Regions from separate parts of the Ovis aries genome. Here region 1 is linked to region 2. Evidence: chromatin contacts called from public Hi-C data. All regions are on one chromosome and are shown on one strand. Each heading gives the region's core, a stretch centred on a gene start, on an enhancer-like site or on the middle of the called end of the contact. The rest is flanking DNA. Distances are from core to core; before and after follow the strand shown. Region 1 holds the start of CYTH3 (cytohesin 3). Region 2 overlaps CYTH3 (cytohesin 3).

Region 1 (6,458 bases), core at 578-3,077, 66 kb after region 2:
TAGTCTTCAAGATCTAAACTGGCTTCCTAGTTTACAAACATGTATACCTGCTGTGACCTTTAAGTTTTCTTCATTTCTTGATTCACAGAATCTGAAACACCTTCGAATGAAATCGCCAAGCCAGCATGCTCCCTGTACCCGAATGCCAAACGTTTAAGTATTATAGTGGATCTGTCTTTATTTTCGAAGGAGGAGATGCTTGTCTGCCTGTACCGTTACCGCAGCTGTGACAGGCAGAAAGCAGGGCGTCCAGGGAGAATCCATCTCTTGGACGCTTTAGACAGCAGTCTGGCTGGAGGAGGGTGCGCACCTGGGCTCCTTCTTCCCGCAGAACTTTCCATCATAAACAACACAGCCACTCGGTGCTACAGTGCTACCCCTAGCTTCAACTAGGAGAAGTGAACTCCGCAAATGCCAGGGCTCGGGCCAACTTCCCACCCTCCCAGCCCCACCGGCTTACTGCGAGGCAAACATCTCCCCCTGGAGCATCACTTAAATTCTAGAAAGCACCTTGATTAACTACTTCATCCGGAAGCGTTCAATACTGCTGATTCTTACAGGCAGCTGCTCCGGCAGCCTGTAATTAAGAATTTTTTTTTTTCTTTTCCCCAAACGCTCCCTTATTACAAGAGATTATGATGATTCCGTCTGTCAGCATTTAGGAGATCTTTAGCAAAAACACACACACAGAGATCCTTAACTTCCAGTGTTCCTGTAAAAAAAACAGGCGTATTAACCCTTTGTGTCCCAAGCCAACGACTCACTCCATCCATAGACATTATGCGGACGCCTTATTCGGTTTGAAAGGCGTAATTCGCAGCATGACACGACAGGAATCTGTATTCCACTAAATAATTTACAGTCAACGTGAATCTTCCAGCAAGAGGTGACTGAGCGTTGGACGGACAGCCTGGTTCTCTCTGGTCCCACCTGCGGGCGGGCAGCAGTTCCCGACTCCGACCCTCGTCTCCTCTGACTTTTTACTTATTATTTTCGGCTGACTCCGTCACGTTCCCTTACTTTCTAACATGCGTGTGCCCTCGCTGCATGTTAAACGACCTCACTTAAACGACCCCCGTGACCACTTGGGACCTAAAGCCAAGAAAACTGTCACGATGCTCAACCTTCTCTCCGCGGCCGCCCTTCCTAGACCCGGGGTATCCCCAATTCCAAACTTTGCCCTCCCGGTTTCCCGGGGTCCCCCCTGGCAACCCGCACCACCTGGGGAAGACGCCAGGAGGGTGGTCACCGGCGGTTGGGCTCCGAGGGCGTGGACGCCCTTGGCGACAGGAGGCGGGGAAGGTCGCCCCCAAGGTCCCCCGCCCCGGGGAAAGCGACCCCCCGAGTCCCGGCCCGAGCCTCCTGGCGACCCCGGCCGTTCCGGACGCTCGCCCGGCCCCCGCGACGACCCCGCCGGCCCCCGCCTCGGGGGTCCCCGCACCCCCCGCCTCGGGCTCCGGGGCCCGGCGCGCCGCGGGCCTCGGCGGTCGCCAGCCCGCAGCGCTGTCGCCCAGACGCTGTCTCCTCGGGCGGACCCGGACCCCCAGCCGCCGAGCCGGGAGCGGCCGTCCCCGCTCCCCGGCGGTCCGCGACCCCCACCCACCCCCGGCCCGGCCCCAGGCCGCCGGGCGGGCCGGCCACACCTCCGACACTCACCGCCGCCGCCCTCGCCGCCGCCGCCGCCGTCTTCGTCCATCTTGAGGCGGCTGCCGCAGCCGGCGAGCCCGGGGCCGGCGGGCGAGGGGCCGCGGGTGCGGAGCGCGCGGGCGGCCGGGCGGCTCCAGCAGCGCGCGGGCCGGGTCGCGGCCCGGGCCTCCTCCCGCGGGGCGGGGCGCTCAGCGCGCGGCGCCGCCGTCACGTGGCGCGCAGGCCCCGCCCCGGGCGCGGTGGGCGGGGCCCCGCCGGCCCCCCTCGGGAGCGCGCGCGGCCCCGCCCGGAGCCCCGAGCGTCTGAGACGGCACCCTGGCGGGCAGGGGCCAGCATCCTCTGGACCGACGTGGGGTCCGGAGAACAAAACCTGGCGGCAAGGGGCTTGGGGGGTCCGGGGGCGGGGGTCCTCCTCGCACTTGCGCTCAGCGAAAAAGCTCAAGAAACGTACTTAAAAGTCAAGCCTTCTCCCTTCGTCCAGAGGCATTTCAGAGTCATTCCAGCTTTTCAGCCCTTTCTGGGGTGTCATGGAGGCCCTCCTTTCCTGGCGATGAGTGCGCTTTGACATTCATAAAGTGTAAAGCTTATGGATGAACGTTATCTTAAGGCTGGAACCGAATCCCCAGCCGGCACACCTGGGGCCCACCCTCAGAGGGGTCGGCCAGACACAGACGCTCCTGCGCTTTCGCGCCAGCCGCCCTGGGCAAGCTGCCAGCTGCCCTGGATTTACGATCCAGAAGGAGCTCTGAATTCAATTTCCCGTGGGCACAGCCAGGGTCCTCGGCACAGGCCTCCTGGGCAGCAGGCCTCCGTTGGCCCGTGCTCCGGACCTCCCTTCCCATTCCACATCTTGTTTCCAGTAAGTTCTCTGCCTCCCCCCCAGCCCCCACCACCACCATTGAATGTGACCCCTCCCAAGCTTTTCTGTTCAATTTGCTTGAACTAAATTGCATTAAAGAAAAGGAAACATTGTAATGGAGGAGATAATTCATCTCTAATACAGTTTACTAGCAACTGTTTTATATCTACAGATGGCCCATTGAGTTGAAGGAACTTTCTGCTGTCATTTATCAAAACTGCCGTTTTCACTTTCTTTGTTCGAGGTTGTGGGATGATCCCAAAGAATTCAATCTCCTAATAATCTCAAGTTATACAACCAGCATTTGGGTGCTGCTCAAGGCTCCCCACATAGTTCTGGGTGCAGATAAGACGTGTGGCAGCTTATGTGACGAAGGCACAGCAGAAAGGGGGTCTGGGCATCAGGCCTCAGCCCTCAGACTTGGCTTCCTGATCTTGTTCCTGTAGCCTTGGTTATCCTGGAGATAACAGCGTAGTTACTGAGAAAGAATGACAGTATACTTTGAACTTGATAATGTGACATGTGCAGCTTTGAACTCAATGATATTATCAATTTTAAACACTTTTCAATGTCAGTTCCAAATTCTTTAGATTTCTTAAGAGTGTGATCTGTAGTGCTTCTCCCAAGTTTGAGTCTGAAAATTGCTTCTCCAATCACCACCTAAGCTCATTGCCATCAGAATCAACCATAGCCCCATTATTTGTAAGCAGAGAGTTAGATCAATATTATCCCCACAGCTTAGCCAGGGCCTCCATTTCCACAAAGCCTGCAAAAGGTGTTGGGAGAATAAAAGCTTAAGATGAAGTGAAGTGAAGTTGCTCAGTTGTGTCAGACTCTTTGCAACCCCATGGACTGTAGCCACGCTCCTCCGTCCGTGGGATTTTCTAGGCAAGAGTACTGGAGTGGGTTGCCATTTCCTTCTCCAGAGGATCTTCCCAACCGAGGGATTGAATGTGGGTCTCCAGCATTGTAGGCAGATGCTTTACCATCTGAGCCACCAGGGAAGTCCTGAAGCTTAAGGTGCACACCTTTATTTCTGCACTTGAATGGGGTAATTGGAAGACTTAAAAACCTGCAGTGTGCAAAGGAATGAATATCTAATTGGAAAATTAGAATTTTTTTTTAAAGGGAGCTGCTTTCCAGTGTCTCTTAAATCCCACCAAGATGTGCTATGCTATACTCAGTCACTAAGTCGTGTCCGACTCTTTGTGCACTATGGACTGTAGCCTGCTAGGCTCCGTTGTCCATAGGATTCTCCAGGCAAGAATACTGGAGTGGGTTGCCATTTCCTCCTCCAAGAGATCTTCCTGACCCAGGGATCTAACCCGCTTCTCCTATGTCTCCTGCATTGCAGGTGGATTTTTTACCACTGAGCCACTGGGGAAGCCCCTCCCACCAAGGCAGCAGGCATTTTAATCTGCTCACAGGCAGATTGCTCCTACAAAGGAAAATTAAGTATCCTAGTTATCCACTGAGATAGGCACTCACTTTATGCCCATCTATGTTACTTAGATGTTGAAAGCTTTATATGTCAACCTGTAAGGAAAACAATTCATGTAGCAGACACCACTCCAAGGTAGCAAGTGTTAAACCCAAAACCTTGTTGCAATCTCATTCCATCAGACAATACATATTTAGGGACTTGCTTTGTTTCAAGCACTGCCCAGGTGCTGGGAATACCGTGATGAAAAGGATAGATTCCCTTTGTGCCTTCAAGGGCCTTCTGACCTAGGAGGAATGTAGCCATTAAGCAAATAATTACTCAAATAATTATCTAATTGAAAATGTGATGTCCTGCTCTATTTATGGCGTCATCATCTCAATGGACATGAGTCTGAGCAAACTCCAGGAGATAGTGAAGGACAAGGAAGCCGGGCATGCTGCAGTCCGTGGGGTCGCAAAGAGTGGGACACAACTGAGCAACTGAACAACTCTATTTATAGACTTTCTCTTACTGTTTTCCTGTCTACTGGCTTTGCAGCCTTGAAACTCCTTCAGACCAAGACTGTAGTCCGTATTTATTATGTCTCTGTGATCCACTGCAGGGCCTGGCCATATCAGAGAAGGGGAGAAAGCAACAGTATTTGCTTGAATTGGACATATCTGGTTTTGCTGCTGGACAACCATGGCAAGCCGAAGTGGGAGACATCTTGAAAACATGTTGAAACCCATTTATCAGCCTTTGACCATTGCAGAATGAGCTTAAGAAATCAAAAAAATGTGCACACATTCCAGAAAGGTCAGAGGACTTCTCCTTTCTATTCATCTCAGTCCTCCAAGAGAAAGTCTATGCAGTTGGACAGAAGGGTCCTCGTGCAGCACTGAGGTCACAATAGCCCAAACTCTGCCAAGGCCAGTTTCTTCACCCTCAGCCAGAAAGAGGCAGCCCACGCCGCCTGCACAAAGCAGTTCCCGTGTCCTCTGATAACTAGTCAGGAGATTCAGAGACAGCAGTGACCGTCAGCAGATGGAAACCTCAGCTAATCCCTTACATCTGCTCAGGGGTCTGGTCCAGCCTGGGGAGCAGGCAGTGGCCCGCTCACTGCCACATCACAGTCACGAAAGGAAAACAGTGCTTTCAGAAATCTGATTTCATCTAGGAAAGAAAATATCTCATTGGAGTGGAGATGATTTTGTGCAGACTAGTGTTCTCCACTCTGCCCAGGCGAACAACAGGGGACCAAGTGTCAAGTCACACCCTCATTAAATTTTCAAAGACCCAGACATCACTTTCTTCACAGAGTCCATCTCCCTTTCTTTCTTTTTTTTTTTTCCCCATCTCCCTTTCCAATCATTCAGGGCAGTCTAGCTTGGTCGTGTTCTCTTCCCCCTTGGAATCCACACAACTGACGAGTTCCGTGGCCTCACGTTACCAAGGGCAGCTTAATTCCTTTCAGATTGATTAGTCACTTGCATTTTTGCAAGAACAAAGGCGGGTCAGATTTCTCAGTAATGTTAAACTTCGGGGGGGAAAAATAACTTGGCCACCATTTTGAGCTATTTCTTTGGAAGAAAGGCATTTCACTTACGCACTCGAGGCAATGTGGATATTGAGTTCTCAAACACAAAGTGTCTTCCGTAGTAATAAAAAGCTGTCTTATTTTTATCTCACTCTTCATTTTTATAGGATGTCCCTGACCTACTAAAAACAAAAACAAAAAATTTTTTTTTCTAATTTTAAAAGGTCCCCTTCAGAAGTTGGTCAGAGTCTGCTGTGTGCAGCTTAAACTCATTAGGAAAACCCATCCCCGGGTGCAGAGTGGACTGTGGGACAGGCAACTAAAAAGGAAAAAAATGTGAAAATGACAAACGTCAGGACATGGGACATCTGTGATCCCTGTCCTCTGAATAGAAACCGCTCTTAGCCAGCAATCGAGTGGCAGAACAACACCCCTGACAGAGTATTCTGTGACCCAGAGAGCCTCACTGTGCCCGAGCTAGTGTGAGTCTGCAGTCTGACTTGTCGGGTGGCGAAAGCCAGCCACGAGTTCCCGTCGTTCACTGACTTTGCCCAGTAAGGTCATTAGGCCCCAGCCATGAGGCATCACAGCACGTCACCTCTGCTAAGTGAATATTTCAGGCTCTAAAGTCAGACGGCCCAGGCACTTCGTGTTCTTGGCTGTGTGACCTTGGGCAAATGACTTCACCTCTCCTAGCACCCTAGTTTCTGCGGCTGAAATGGAACCGACAGTGACTCTGCCCCATACAGCTACTCTGAGAACTAGAGCTCAATGCTATCATACGCCACGAGTGTAGGGCACACAGTAAGTGCTCAATCGATGCTCATCCTTGTCACGCACAGAAAGCTTCTCTGCTCCCTCTTCCCCAAGCCCGCCAGGATGTAGGTGTCAGGATTGGGAGGCAAGGGTGGGTCTCAGGAAGGGCTCCCCGCCTTCACCACCACCTTCTAGCTGTTCTGCTTCCAAGTCTGTTCTCGGGAACACACCTTGCC
Region 2 (6,312 bases), core at 1,442-3,941:
CCACGTCAATGGGGCCGAGTGGGGCTGTGGAAGCCATGCCGCCCACCCAGCAGACCTTCCCTGCCTCCAGCCCTGTCGCTGGAGGGAAGCTCTTTGGCCAGAGTTGGGACAAGGCAAGTAATTCAAGCACTGAGTTGAATTCAGACGGGAGGGTGGCAGGGGGGTGAACAGGATCACACCGAGGTCGAGGCAACCAGGCCCGCCAGCCACAGACCTGTCCCCGCACAGCCCTGACCCAGCAGGGCTTCTGGACCAGGCCATCTGAGGGCTTAGTGGGCGGAGGACACCTTACGCCTGTCAGGTTAATACTGTCACAACAAAACCTGCAATTCCATGACTTCACGTAACACTCCTAGGGCAAGGGACAGATCCTGAGCACCACGGCCTTCTGCATCTTTCTGGGCAAACAGCCGTCTGGTGAGGCTCCTTCACAAGTGGTCAGAGAAAATGTCTCACAGGTTTCCTTCTGCTCACTTCTCTCAACCCCACCCTGATGCAGACCCAAAAGACAGAAAGTCCAGTATCCCCAGGGTTCTACCTGGATCAAACAAAGGAGAGAGAGATCGGTTGTCCCACACAAAATACTGATGGAGCCGGTGCCCCAGGCAGCCCAGGAGCGGGGCTGGCCCGAGGGGCAGGTGCTGCCGGTGTCGTCAGCAGCGTTTGGTCGGGTGGTCTGGGCAGCGTCTTTTCACAGACGACTGGGGCCAGAGTTGCATATATGCAGTCAGGCATTTCAAGAATGCTGACTTGCCTTTCTCAGAACTAGAGGTTTGAATCTGAGGTATCGGTACGGTAGCAAAGCCTAAATGCTTGGGAATGAACCAAAAAAGTCAGTTTGATGCCTGGTGGAGGGTCCTGGGCGTGGCCCCCATGCAGTTAGCATGACTGTAAGCTGCACGAGGCTGAGAGCCCACAGCCGTTCCGTCTCAGCATCGAGGCAACTCCCAGGAAACATTTTCTCTGTTTTACCTCTCTATGCATAGGCTGAGGTGGTCTTTCTTGAACTTGGCCTTTGCACAGGAGAGGTGATGACCTCTCAGGTGTACAAACTGAACAAGGTGGGTGCCTTCGCAGTGGGGCAGGGTAAGGTCCCCCAGGGAAGGGACCCTCCACTGAAACAGCCCATGTGGGCGAGGGGGTCCTACATATAATGTGCGGGGGTTCTGGTGGTGGAAATGAAACTTACAACAAGAGGCATGTCACTGGCCCGGCCCTGAATGTCCCACCTGTGCACCCCTGGGCCATCTCTGTGGCGTGATGGGCCCAGCTCCTCACTGCACGCTTGAGCACCTCTCCCTCAGCCAGCGGCACCTGGCAACCTCCTGGTCAGGGATCTTCGCCAGTCCAACCACCAGTGCATATTTGGGGTTTTAAACTATTTACAGAAAAGCGTAAGTGCTATACACCTTCATCCCCCAGCCTGCTCTTTCCCTTCCTATAATATATCAAATCTCTCAAAACACGGAGCAAGATTGTCTCTAGTTCCTTATATGTCTACACATTACATTAATATATCTGATCATTATAAGCATTCGTTTGGCCAACAGGCCTTAAGTAGTGAAGACAGGGGTCACAGCTGGCCTGAACCATGTGTTCGGTTGGACCACGTGACACTGCTGTTTGTGGGTATCAGAAAGGGGTCAAATATGAGCAGTTTCATGTGGTTCAATACATACACTGTCCGTCCTGGGATTCAGCAGTTACAGGATAAACACCCCAAACCAAAATTTAATGATTTGTGTCTTTGTAAAAGTTATCTGCGGGGCCACGAAGACGGAGCTGGGTGACTCAGAAGACGGGACCCCTGGAGCCACCCTGCCCAGCGCGCGTCTTCAAGGACGCGGGCGTCTCCCTCCACCAGGGGGCGCCCTCGGGTTCCCCTTGAGCACGGCACCCACTCCCCAGTTGCTGCATATGTGTGTATGTAACTTGTTCTCAGTGCACAGTATATACGTGTGTCCAGAAGTTAAATTTATAGCTGCCATTCTAAAAATACTACTGTTAGAAAGTATCTTTCATTATAATTTCAGAATATAAAAAGGCGTATAAAAGCTATAATCCTATATATCTGAGAAAAAAACTCAATAAAAAAGTGGTAGCTTTTCCTTTCCTGTTATGACACAAAACAGTGGCTTCCAGAACGGCCAACACAGCCACTGCCACCAAGGAGCACGTGTGGCCCCTAGTCTGCCCCGCGGATATTCAAGGCTGGACCACCAGGCGCAGCTGCAGGCCGGGGCTTCGAGAAGGATGTACCCGGAGCTGGGAGGGCGGCGGCGGGAAGGGGTGACGTGAGGCCTCTTGAGATCAGCAGGGGCTGCTGTCCCGGAGGAGACAGGGCAGGCCGTCGGGGTGGTCCAGGGGGTCGTGGAGGGCCCCCCAGTCACTCTGCTGTGGGGTTTCAGTTTACTTTTACCTGCTGCTCAGACCAGGAAAGCTCTATTTCTTATTGGCAATCCTCCTTTTCCTCGTGGCCAACATGTCATAGAAAGGATCCCTGCTGATACTCGCTCTGGGAGAGGGTAAAAAAAACTGGGTTAGGATGGGCGGGGCAGTCCTACACACAAGGCCCCATCAAGAGCGCCACTCGCGCTCGACAACAGCCCCGCCCCTCTGACAGCCCCAGCTCGGGCCTCACCCGCCCCGACCAGACGAGAGCCCGACCCTCCCGGCCTACCTAGCGCACAGGCCCCGCCCCTGACACGCCCACAGCACAGGCCCCGCCCGGCGGGCCCGGGCGCACCTGATGGACTTCATCCACTCCTCCTTCTCCTCCGGGCTGGGCGCCGAGATGCGGTACACCACGTGGTTGCCCTCCACTACCCGGCCGTCCGCCTCTGTCTTACAGGCTTTGATGACCTGCCCTTTGTGGCTGGGGTTGTACAGCTCGAAACAGTTCTGGTGGAGACAGACACGACTGTCACCTGGTGCTGGGGGAGCGGGAGGGAAGGGCGGGCGGCGGGGAAGCCAGCTTACGGGTTTCCGCGGGTCCTCCACCTCCCTGATGCTCAGGTTCTCCAGCGGGATGATTCCCCGGGGCTCCTTATCCTGCGGGACAAAGCGCTCAGCCAGCCTCCCCCGCACCCGCCGAGGGTCCCGCGACCTGGAGGACCCGCAGCCCTGCGCTTACCGTCGTGTATTCAAAGTAATAGAGGCAGTTGTCGGTGAGGATGAACCAGCGCCGCTTCCAGGTCTTCACGCGCCCCCCTAAGAGCAGAGGGACCCTGTGAGTCTGGGCAGAGCAAGCCCTACACGAGCTACTGTGCTTTTCAGAAATGCCACTGGGGCCGAGCTGGCTTTTACACTTCGTCCTTCGTGAAAACGTTTCACATTCTGCCCCAGATCCTGGCCATGGTGTGCGGCCTGGCCTGCCCGTGGCTGCTGGGGCCCGCATGCACCCCCGCCCGCCTGCAGGGCACCCAGATGACCCGAGCGTTTCCCAAGTCTGCTTCCTGGAAGAGTTAGTCGTGATGAATGGTCTTAATTTCCCCACATGGAAATGACAACAGGATGAAGTCAGCGCCGCTGCCGGTCTGTCCAGGACTTAATCCCGTTACGTCAGGACCGTCATCGCATTACTGAGGACCTGGGGCAGCCCTGGGATCCATCAAAATCGATTATGGCCTTGGCCCAGGGAATTATTAGATTGAATTAATCTCATAACAAGATCTGGGACACACATGCACACACACAGCTCATCTGCACCCACTCTCCTCAAACTACAGAAAAGAAATCTTTCACTCTCAAATATTCAGTAGAAACCAACTGGCTTCCTTTTCTATTTCTAGTCTCTGCTTCCGACATGACGTTTAAAAACAAAAGTTGAAAGAGAGAACGTGCGCCTGGTGACAGATGTCTGCGACCCACCAGCATGAGGTAAGCAGCAGCTGCCCCGCCCCCTGGCTCCCTGGTGCAGACAGGGGAGACCCTTGTGGCTGAGGGTCACGGACCTGGTCCCTGAAACTGAGGAGCCCAGACAGGGACATGGGGGGACATGAAGGCTATCCAGAAATTGAGGCACAAGGCCTGACATTTGGGGAGATATGGGGGGAAGAGACACACGCAGACACCCAGCTGCAGGGAGGGAGCCCCGTCTGTGGTTTCAGTGCCACTGAGGGGTCCTCAGAGACTGGGACCCTCACCCTTGGGTCACTGATGAGATGTCTGTCCTCATGATGGCCACAGGCTGGCTGGGCAGGCAGGGCAGGTGTGTGGGGCGGCAGCCTCAGTTATGCCGTGAAGAGGGTCCCCAGATTCCCCTGCTCCCCTAATCTCACTTTCCATCCCCGTCAGAAGCATCTGTCCAAATTCCACTGTCCTTGGGGGCCCTCAGACCCTGAGGCCCCTTCATGCCTCCAACCCCCAAGGCCTCCACCCCCTCAAGGTGTGTCTCGAACCATGGGCAGGGATCTCTGTTCTCTTGGAAGGCCTCGAGACTCTTCTGCACCTAGACTCCTGCCCTGCTACACCCAACTTCAGTGGCACGTCTGGAGGAACCCAACCCCTGGTCCAGGTCTTGAGACCAGGGGAGCCTCTTGGGCCAGGGGCAGTGGGCATTGAGACAGAGGTGTGTGGTCAGGTGGACCCCTGAGCCTGGCCCAGCCCCAAGCCCCCTTACAGGGTGGCGGCGGTGACACTCTTGGTCTCTGAGCTCCAGCAGGTTTTGCTGCAGGAGATGGACCAGCTCTGCCCAAGCATGTGTTTGTGACTGGGCTTCAGGACAAGGAGACACACAGACACACACACAGACACACACACAGACACACACACCCCTGCAGGAAGGAGCCTGGCTGCTCCTGACTAGTATGGATAGAATCAGCCCTTTTCTCTTTGTAAACGCCTGCTGCCTGCATAGTTGTTAGCAGACACGGGCTCTCGTGCATACCACGCAAGCCTGTTCTCCACGCCAGCTCTGTGCCAACCAAACTCTTGTGTTAACACATCTGACTCACTCTCAAAACACAGTGACTACACGGTATTTACAGGACCATCATGAAGCTCATCACCAGGCTCTGCTCTGGCGGGGCACCCTGGCCTCCTGAAAGCACGGTCTCCTTTAAGATTAACTTACGACAACAAACCCCCAAGCGAGGTCATGCTAGGACCTCCAGTTCCTAACTTAGCACACGCACGGCCACAGTTCTGGCTTCTCTGCCTGCGTGTGTGTGTAGGCCGTTCAGGGGCCTAGGGCTGTGTGTCCTCACTAAGTACAGGTGTGCACCCAGGCCCAGCCTAACAAAGCCTCAGCACCCGCCTCCTGGGTCCCTAGGGGACCGACACCCAGGGACCCTTCATGGGGTCAGAACCGTAGGCAGGAGTCTGGCGCACTGACCAGCCAGCTGTGCACTGGACACCTTGGGGGACGCTAACAGCTCTGAGAGCAGAACAGCCCCAGGGGCTGAGGCTCCGGGCTGCAGGTGCGACCTGTGCTGTCACCAGCTCTGTAGCCCTCAGCCTTGGGTCTGAGGACAGAGCGGGGGCCGCGGGAACGGGTGAGCAGCAAGCCCTGGGCCCCTGGCCCCTCCCGGGCACCAGCCGGCCCTGTGCCTGTCGGTGCCCTGCCCCAATGCTGTGGTCCGGTCATCTGCTCGACCAGATGACAGGCTGGAACACGAGCCCTGGTGTCAGACATCTAGTTCAGTCTTTAGAGTCACCCAAGGGGCACTGGGGGCACCCTGGCTGCCAGGCAGGCCTGTGCTGTCACCACCCCGGGGGGGCCCTTGCTGGCGACAGAGAACAGGAAGAGCCCAAGTGCAGCTGCTGTTCTTCTGGGCACCTTCCCTGGGCCCTCATCCCAGGCCCACAGGCTGGATGGGATCTCAAAGCCAGGTGTGTCTGGAAGGTCACTCAGGCATTACCCAGGGCCACTGCTACGCTTCTGGCTTTTTAGGCAAAGATCCAAAAGTCTTCCGAACCCTGGCACAGCCAGAGAAAGGTGAGAGCTATATCCCAAATCAGGACAGCCGCCCCACGCTACACACTCTTACACTGGCCACACTGTCACCAGGCCCACGCTCATCCCCTCTTGGTTAAAGACTCAAACCACCAGCATTCCTGTAGGCCCTGGTGTCTGACACACTGTCTGCAGAGTGCCTGCGTCATCTGGCTCATCTCACAGGCTCTAATGTCACCAGAAGAAGGAATCTCAACCTCCAAGAGAATGATAACTCCCTACGGAGCCCTAAGATGGCCCAGAATATATAAATGCTCTTCTGCTTGTTTGTCAATAGTCAAGAGGTTCTTAACACGCTTCTCCCATCCAAGTACTAACCAGGCCTGGCCCTGCTTAGCTCCCGAGGTCAGACAAGA

What was found. Hi-C and Micro-C count contacts between places; a contact is called where the count stands out from the background.
Region 1: a contact with region 2 is called in a Hi-C map of liver, with 1.8 times the contacts expected there. The contact joins the promoter of CYTH3 here to the enhancer-like site in region 2. A contact is called at or near these places in 3 of 16 Hi-C or Micro-C datasets (hypothalamus, liver and muscle).

What each region holds. Positions count from the first base shown.
Region 1 is chr24:38,621,906-38,628,363 of ARS-UI_Ramb_v3.0, forward strand. CYTH3 (cytohesin 3) reads right to left here and starts at 1,828. Exons shown (of 14, transcript XM_060405726.1): 1 at 1,657-1,828.
Region 2 is chr24:38,555,145-38,561,456 of ARS-UI_Ramb_v3.0, forward strand. It overlaps CYTH3 (cytohesin 3), which reads right to left. Exons shown (of 14, transcript XM_060405726.1): 11 at 3,134-3,210; 12 at 2,980-3,051; 13 at 2,747-2,901; 14 at 1-2,515. The coding sequence ends at 2,443. Among named protein-coding and RNA genes, the nearest start is that of USP42, 46 kb to the left of the region's middle. Within about 2 kb of position 2,692, at least 17 of the 54 cell types and tissues checked have an H3K27ac peak or open chromatin away from gene starts, as enhancers often do. A contact at or near this core is called in liver, where this site is marked.